2 separate regions of the Gossypium hirsutum genome follow, and region 1 is linked to region 2. A link is a contact called in public Hi-C data. All regions are on one chromosome and are shown on one strand. Each heading gives the region's core, a stretch centred on a gene start, on an enhancer-like site or on the middle of the called end of the contact. The rest is flanking DNA. Distances are from core to core; before and after follow the strand shown.

The links. A called contact is a pair of places that touch in the nucleus more often than the background predicts.
Region 1: a Hi-C map of leaf shows a contact between it and region 2, with 2.1 times the contacts expected there. The contact joins the promoter of LOC107946458 here to the enhancer-like site in region 2. A contact is called at or near these places in 2 of 34 Hi-C or Micro-C datasets (both in leaf).

The regions. Positions count from the first base shown.
Region 1 is chrD12:51,741,468-51,745,154 of Gossypium_hirsutum_v2.1, reverse strand. It overlaps LOC107946458 (probable transmembrane ascorbate ferrireductase 4), which reads left to right and starts at 1,255. Exons shown (of 4, transcript XM_016880793.2): 1 at 1,255-1,719; 2 at 1,807-1,858; 3 at 1,931-2,127; 4 at 2,735-3,199. The coding sequence starts at 1,546. The coding sequence ends at 3,061.
Region 2 is chrD12:51,656,579-51,660,253 of Gossypium_hirsutum_v2.1, reverse strand. No RefSeq gene overlaps it. Among protein-coding and RNA genes, the nearest start is that of LOC107946454, 7.2 kb to the right of the region's middle. Within about 2 kb of position 2,138, at least 5 of the 9 cell types and tissues checked have an H3K27ac peak or open chromatin away from gene starts, as enhancers often do. A contact at or near this core is called in leaf, where this site is marked.

The DNA.
Region 1 (3,687 bases), core at 6-2,505, 86 kb before region 2:
TGATTATGTCACAAGGAAACTCTACTTCCGGACCTTGCATGGTTGAATGAGAAGTACCATCTGGTCTACGCTCATACAATATTTTTCTTATTGAGATAGTTAACGAAATATTATAAATAGATGAAAATAAAATTAAAAAAATGCACTTAGAAGTATTAGTTTATTATTATTGACGTATTAAAAAGTCGATTGAGTTTTAGTTTAGTTAATGTCGGCATTGTTACTAGTGCAAGAGGACGTGAGTTAAGAGTGTATTGAAACATATTATCCTCTTATTTCAAAGTTATAAAGAGATTATAGATAATTCTTGGCACATTATTCTCTTATTTTTGATTTTTTTTTCTTTTAATTTTATTTTAGAACCATAACATCAAACAACAGTTGATATTACAATGCATGTAGGGTGCGAGAAGCGCTTTTACACCTGAGAAGCAATCCCAAACAACATGCTTTTAGAACTAAAAGTACTTTTTTGAGCCAAACTGAAAAGTTGGGTAGGTGGTGTTGTGAGTTTTAGCTTTTGTAGTTTGGGGTGTGAAAATACAAATTGTCCCTTCTCTGTGCTATTTTTGTGTTTTTAATTATCTTTAAGCAAGCCATGATTTAGCATAATACTTTAAGATGTTTAAGAATGAATATGTGATGAGTTATGCATAGTTTAAATTGGTTTGATGCATGGGGATAATTTAATAGTATTTGTTATTATTAGCAGTTGTTATTGAATTACTTAAATATCATTTTAGTTAATTAATTTAATAGTAACTGGTATTATCGAGTTAATAGAAATTGTCATATGGATTTTTTAATTACCAAAATTATATCTAAAATAAATATTTTAACTTTCGACCACAGTTTTAGACAGTAATATTAAATATCTAAAATTAACAAATCACACTTTGTCAACATCAGTATCAAACCAGACGAAATTTTATGAGTAACAAAAAAAAAAATTATATATACAAGATTACAAAAACTAACAGTTTACGTAACAACATCAAACAGTATTAACAAAGACAAACTATTGTTGGGGAAGGCAGTTGCTGAGCCATCTACTTGAGCTCAACTGGCTTTTAAGCCATCCTTCTCTGACAGTTGAACTTGAATGAAGTGGAGTGATCCTAAATTTGTAAGGAAGGTCAAATGTATATGGATTGGATTTTGAATGCAAGATCAAGAAGCCCAGCAACTGTCCAAAAAAGGAGCCCAACAATAATGAAGATGTTATTATAGATATAGTAGTTCAGGGCTCCAGTCATAATGCAGTAGCAATGCCATTGCCCCACTATCAGCTCATAGTCCATTTTCCCTTTTTGATCGTTTGATCCATTTATAAATTTCATTGTACTGGTTTATCATAGGAGGATTACAGGGGATCTTATCAAAGGCGGTAAATAAAATATAAAAACTTTCCATATAAAGTATTGTTAAAGGTGTCATGTCTTTGGTCCTTTACTCTTTGCAGCCTGCTAGATCTGAGAGTGTGTGTCGGTAGCTATCCTCTCGCCACTTCACTCATCAGCTCAGCTCTACTCAAACTGAAGTTGCATGTTTCTAAACAAGCCCATGGCTGCAGTTTCTCCACCTTTGGTTCCACCTCTCTTATTTGCTAGAATATCAGGGATCCTAGTGGCAGCTTTGGTCCTCTCGTGGGCTCTTCTTTTCAAGTCTAGCTTCCTTCCTCACTCTTCTTTACCCTCCCAAGAAGACCTCATCTTTGCAGTGAGTATTTATTTATCACTCCATTCTCTACTTAATTACTTCACATTTCCTTTTGCAGCCTTTGAAAGTTATCTGTGTTGCTTACAGGTCCTCCATCCTTTGCTCATGGTGATTGGCTTCATTCTCATAAGCGGGGAAGGTAAATCAGAAAATGAAGTGAAAATAGATTATTATTTTTTTCAAACAATTAGAGGTTCTTCTTTCTTTTCAGCTATATTGATACACAGATGGTTGCCTGGTTCAAGGAATTTGAAGAAATCTGTGCATTTGTGCCTTCAAGGGGTGGCTTTAGGTTGTGGGGTTTTTGGGGTTTGGACAAAGTTCCATGGACAAGATGGAATTGTGGCTAATTTTTTCAGCCTGCATTCTTGGATGGGTTTGATCTGTGTCAGCTTGTTTGGAGCTCAGGTTCTATTCTTCAAGCACCTCAATAATTTTTTGTTCCTATTTCTTTCTTCAAAAATGGTCCCTTAACTTTTCTTTACTGATAAATACATTCCAGGGGCAAGTTAATTAAACTTACCGGAAACTGAGTTGTAATCACAATTCACAATTCACATTTCTTTTTTCTTTTTTATCCACTGGGTAATATTAAAAAATAACGGAATGCTGAAAGCTGCAATTATTGCAATTCACCCATTAATATTGTGTTGCTTTCTTTTGAGGTTGTGGCCCCATTTATACGACTCCCTTAGCAAGTTTCAAAAACGTATTTTAGCCTTTTTCAATTATTTATGCTGAGATGATGTATTCCAGCCTTACACGGCATAACTCATAAGCACGGCCTGGAGCCATCCTTAATGGACTTATTTAACTATTGCCTAAGCACGAAAATTTTCAAAGAAAAGACTGATCAATTGTCATACTCTCATATGCTCAAAATATTCATTACATTCAGAGCAAGACAACATATTCGGTTTGCTGGTTAATTCAGTCTAATGACAAGGAGATTAGGAGTTTTCGTTTACATGAAAATATAATTTTTTATATGGTGTGGTTGTGTATTTGAATGCAGTGGTTGGTGGGCTTTCTAAGCTTTTGGCACCGAGGTGAAGTGCGGACGACAAGAGCAAAGGTGTTGCCGTGGCATATCTTCCTTGGTCTCTACACTTATGGCTTAGCAGTGGCAACAGCGGAAACGGGGCTGTTAGAGAAATTGACATTCTTGCAAAGCAGGCGGACTGCATCCAAACACTGTCCGGAGTCCATGATTGTTAATAGTCTAGGTCTGGGGTTGGTTCTCCTCTGTGGCATTGTCATATTGACGGCAGTTTCGCCTAAATATCATGCTCTGCAAACCAAACTTATGTATTCCTCAGATACCAAGTGTTTGTCCTCTTGATCACATGATTAGAGATCCAAAAGAAATAAAAAGTCATTCCTATACTGTTTCTTATACTTATTGTATATAATGTAAAGTGTGGGGATTTGGAGAGGAATGATTTGTGTTTTCTTAAATGGAAAAGCCTTTTGCTGTCAATTTAAAGAGTAAGAGCCAAGTGGTATAAAAACACCATGCTTTCTTTGGTTTGTTGATTTATGACAACATTCTCCACTCAACAGGCCTTGTTGATGCAAGTAGACCCAATTGAACCTATTTTGGAATGAAATTAACTACACCCAATTGACTTTTTTCAATCGGTAAGTTGTAAAAGAATTGAAAATTTATATAAATTTAAACCAGATTATAAATGTTTTAAATTTGGTTAAAATAAGTTATTAGTCATTGTACTTCTATAGAATTTGAGATTTAATCCATATGCTTTAAAATTTATCATTTTAACATCTTTATTTTTTATTTCTAGAAATCCAACTATTTTAAATTTACAACAGCATTCATAACATTGCATTAAGATATTATTCCCAACTAGTTTGGGAAGTTCATTTGTCGACTCTTTCCATGTTTGGATAATGCAAGTCACTGATTTAATTCAATGGGTAAAACTAATGAATTTTATATGATGTGAG
Region 2 (3,675 bases), core at 889-3,388:
TCATTGCTTAGATTGAATTTAAAAGATTACTTTAGCTTTTTGGGCGGGTCATTACCATATTGCCTACTGTCACACAAAATTGTTTCCCAAAAGCTAAACATAGTGATGCCCCATAAAATGCAAATGATGAATGAATTAACAAGCAAAGAAGAATAGAGAAAACCAACCCAGTTGATGGGTAATTAATTACTCCAATTTAAAATTTCGACTAATTAACTGATAAGTAACATAGCTCTATCTATCTATATATACATGTGTGTGTGAATTGGATGATGCCTTTTATCATGTCTTTTGTTTTAGTTTTATTGAGCCTGGTTTCTCTCTTCTTACCCCACAATGCCAGGGGAGTGGCCCTGGATTAATATTGTGGGATGTGAAGGTGATGCAATTGAATAAGACTGAACAGCAGATGAAAATATCTTCTCAAAATATTACTGCCTGGCCTTTTTCCATGATTGCAATAACTCATCAGTTTGGGCTTGTCGTATTTCCCCATCATAGGATGTCTAGTTGCCTTTACATCTTAACACTTGCTTGTAGGTTTGTACGCGCACCTCTACCAATGATAAGCCAACCCAACCATTTTGTTTGGCTTATTGGATGACCAAAAAATATACATATATAGATATATACATATATATCAGTCAGATTTTGCCTTTTGTTTGCTTCAAAGTTTGCCAATCAAGGCAAATCCTTGGATAGATGACCAGTCATCAAGTCCTTTACGAGGACCTCATCTTCCTGCGTCTAGCGTGTCGCCTGCCGATGTACTTGTTTTTCTTTTTTTCCTGCCACACGGGAAGCACCTAATTTATTGTATATATCTGAAAATCCAGATGGACCAAATAGATCATCAAAACTACGCATTTAGAATTATGAATTCAAAGTGCTAATTGCCCAATATTCCACTACTCTTTGTTGATAAAGTACATATACAGATTCTCTTTCAGAAAGGAAGGAGGAGGTTAGGCTTCAACTTGTAGCTGATTGAGACCAATGTACTCTCAGATTATCTACGTTTAGTAAACAAAAGAAATTGGGACACACTGCTATGCTATTCATGCTAGCTAGGCTTTTTTTGTTAACTTTAATGGGAATATAATTCTTCTCCAATTTCCCAAGACATAAGTAGCAATATTCTAAATGGACTGCTCTGCTCAATATGACATGCATATGTGTGTATGAACGCTTTAACTGTCAGATACCCTGAACTGGGATCGATAAAAAAAGAAAAAGGAAAGATGCCTATGGATGGATAAAATTGCCCTCTGCACTCAACTCAGTTGAGATTCCGGAGAGAGCAAGGGTTAGGAATTTTATTTCACGTTATAGCCTGGTACTGCAATCACTTGGTCAATCAATATTAATGGACAATTTACAACCGTCAGCCTCAGCCATTAGCATATAAGCATTTCCAGCTGCTAGCTACTAGTACTACCTCATAAAAGTCAGTGGGCCTTGCTTGACCATAAAAACCCTGTTGATATGTTGTGATGGGTAAAGTGGAACACTTTCGACAAGCACTACTTCTGATTGATTGGGGCTATTGGCTATACCTTTCACATAAATTGGATTCCAGTTTCAAAGTATCACCTAACTAGACGAGGCTAGCCACAAAGTTTCAAATTTTCAATTAAAGGAAGCTGTTAATTGCACGGTAATCTTGTCAGTTGAACAAACTTTTGAAGCTTACATGTTTCCTAGAGAGGGTTTCAGTCCCTTTATGTTTGGGTCTTCAAACTTGGCTTTTCAACCAAGAGGCAATTAAGCAGCAATGGATTTGACACTTGGACATTTGGAAGGCACATACATATATATTAAATTTTATCTATTATTATATTTATATTGTACCGAATTGGTGGTAAAGAATGAATTTATCACAAGATCCTCACTTTTAATAAACAATAAATATCATTTTGAGAATAATTTTATTTTTTTATATAAATTTTAAAAAGAATAATAGTTTATTATTATTATGTACGTCTTTTATTGAGATAGTATCATCCTCTATCATTTCAGTAAAACAATAGTAGTTTTTGTGATTGCCATGGATTTGATATTTGATGAATAAGCCTACAATAAAAAAGGGCAGGCTATGGTATGGAAGTAACATTGTAACTCAACCGTTGGACTTGGAAAATATTCAAGTCTGGATTTGTAATTGGATTTGAGAAAATAGGCTGAAAACTTACATAGAGCATTATAGATCATAGCCCAGCAAAAAACATTAAATAACCCAAATTCCACATGTTCAGGCCAGGCCTCAATTTCAACTTTCAATTGTATTTCTCTACACATCTACTTCCGATGCTACTGGGCTCGTATTTTATATATTATTGATTTAAGCCTGATCAAATTTACTAAATGCTATATATTTTCTGCGATTATATGTCTGTATTCTCATTACTATTATAAACCAAATGAAAAATGGTCTCTCCTGTGTTCATGATTTTAGTGCTCCAATCATGAATCCTTGATAAGCAAGGTTATCACTTCTTTTTTTTCTTATTTTTTTTATTTCTGTCTGGCAGGTTATATATGTATCATATGAATAACTTTTAAGCGTGCAGCGATTAACCCAAGTTTTTTTTTTTTTGATCGAAATTATTGCAAATGACAATGATGAATATACATGTGAGGGGGTCTAACAAGCCTCTATAGCTAGCGTTTTGTTCAAGCATGGTCATGTCTTTGTGCTCTTTGTTGGACTCTCATGCATGCATCCTTGCATGCATTCACTTTTTCTATATCTATGATTTATTATATGTATATATAATACTAATACAAGCCATCTTTCCTTTCTTTTTTGTGTAAGTATAAATGCAGGCCATGTAATTAAGTATTCCTCGATATGGTTGTTTCTCTACACTGGATCCGCCCTAATTTAGCCTTTACAATCACGATATTTGACCTCTGTGACAAAAGCTTGCATGTGATTAAAAGCAAGGTATCATGTTATTACTTTTCAGATTAATTTGGAATTTTTCAACTGCAGTATATACATATAGAGAGATTGTGGAGCCGACTTGCTTAGTTAGAAGATTTTTTTTTTAATATCAAAAACTAATTTATTTGGTCCTCCAATTTTATAAAAAAAAATTATTTTAACTATTTATTTAATTTTTGACTTTTTTTAGCCTCAAAATGAATGGATATTAACTTTTTTTTAAATATACTTTTAATAACTTTTTAGTTTTTAAATAAATTTTATGTCTTTTTTAATTTTTATATGTAAAAAAATTAATTAATTGTTAATGTGACATCCACATGATAATCCACATGTATGCCACGTTAATAAAGTTAAACATATGCTAATTTTTTCCATCTATTTTAATGTGATTTGACAAACAACTCAAATTTAAAGGCTAAAAAAGACGAAAATTAAATAGAAGGCTAAAATAACTATTTTAGGCCTAAAATTTTTTGGTTTAATTGGTAAAATTAAATTTTATTTCTCGAGGTTTAGAGTGGATTATACTAAAATGGCCTTTTTAAATAATGTAAGGATTGCATCATATGTGTAATTAAGTGTTAAAAATATTTGTTGTTTGATGCATTTTCTAGTTTACCCCTGTCCTCAAACTAGTAACTAATAAGAGTCGTATGAAGTCCATTTTAGCTTGCAATTTCTACAAGTTTAGAATGATATTGATATCAATGGATTTATTATTTTAT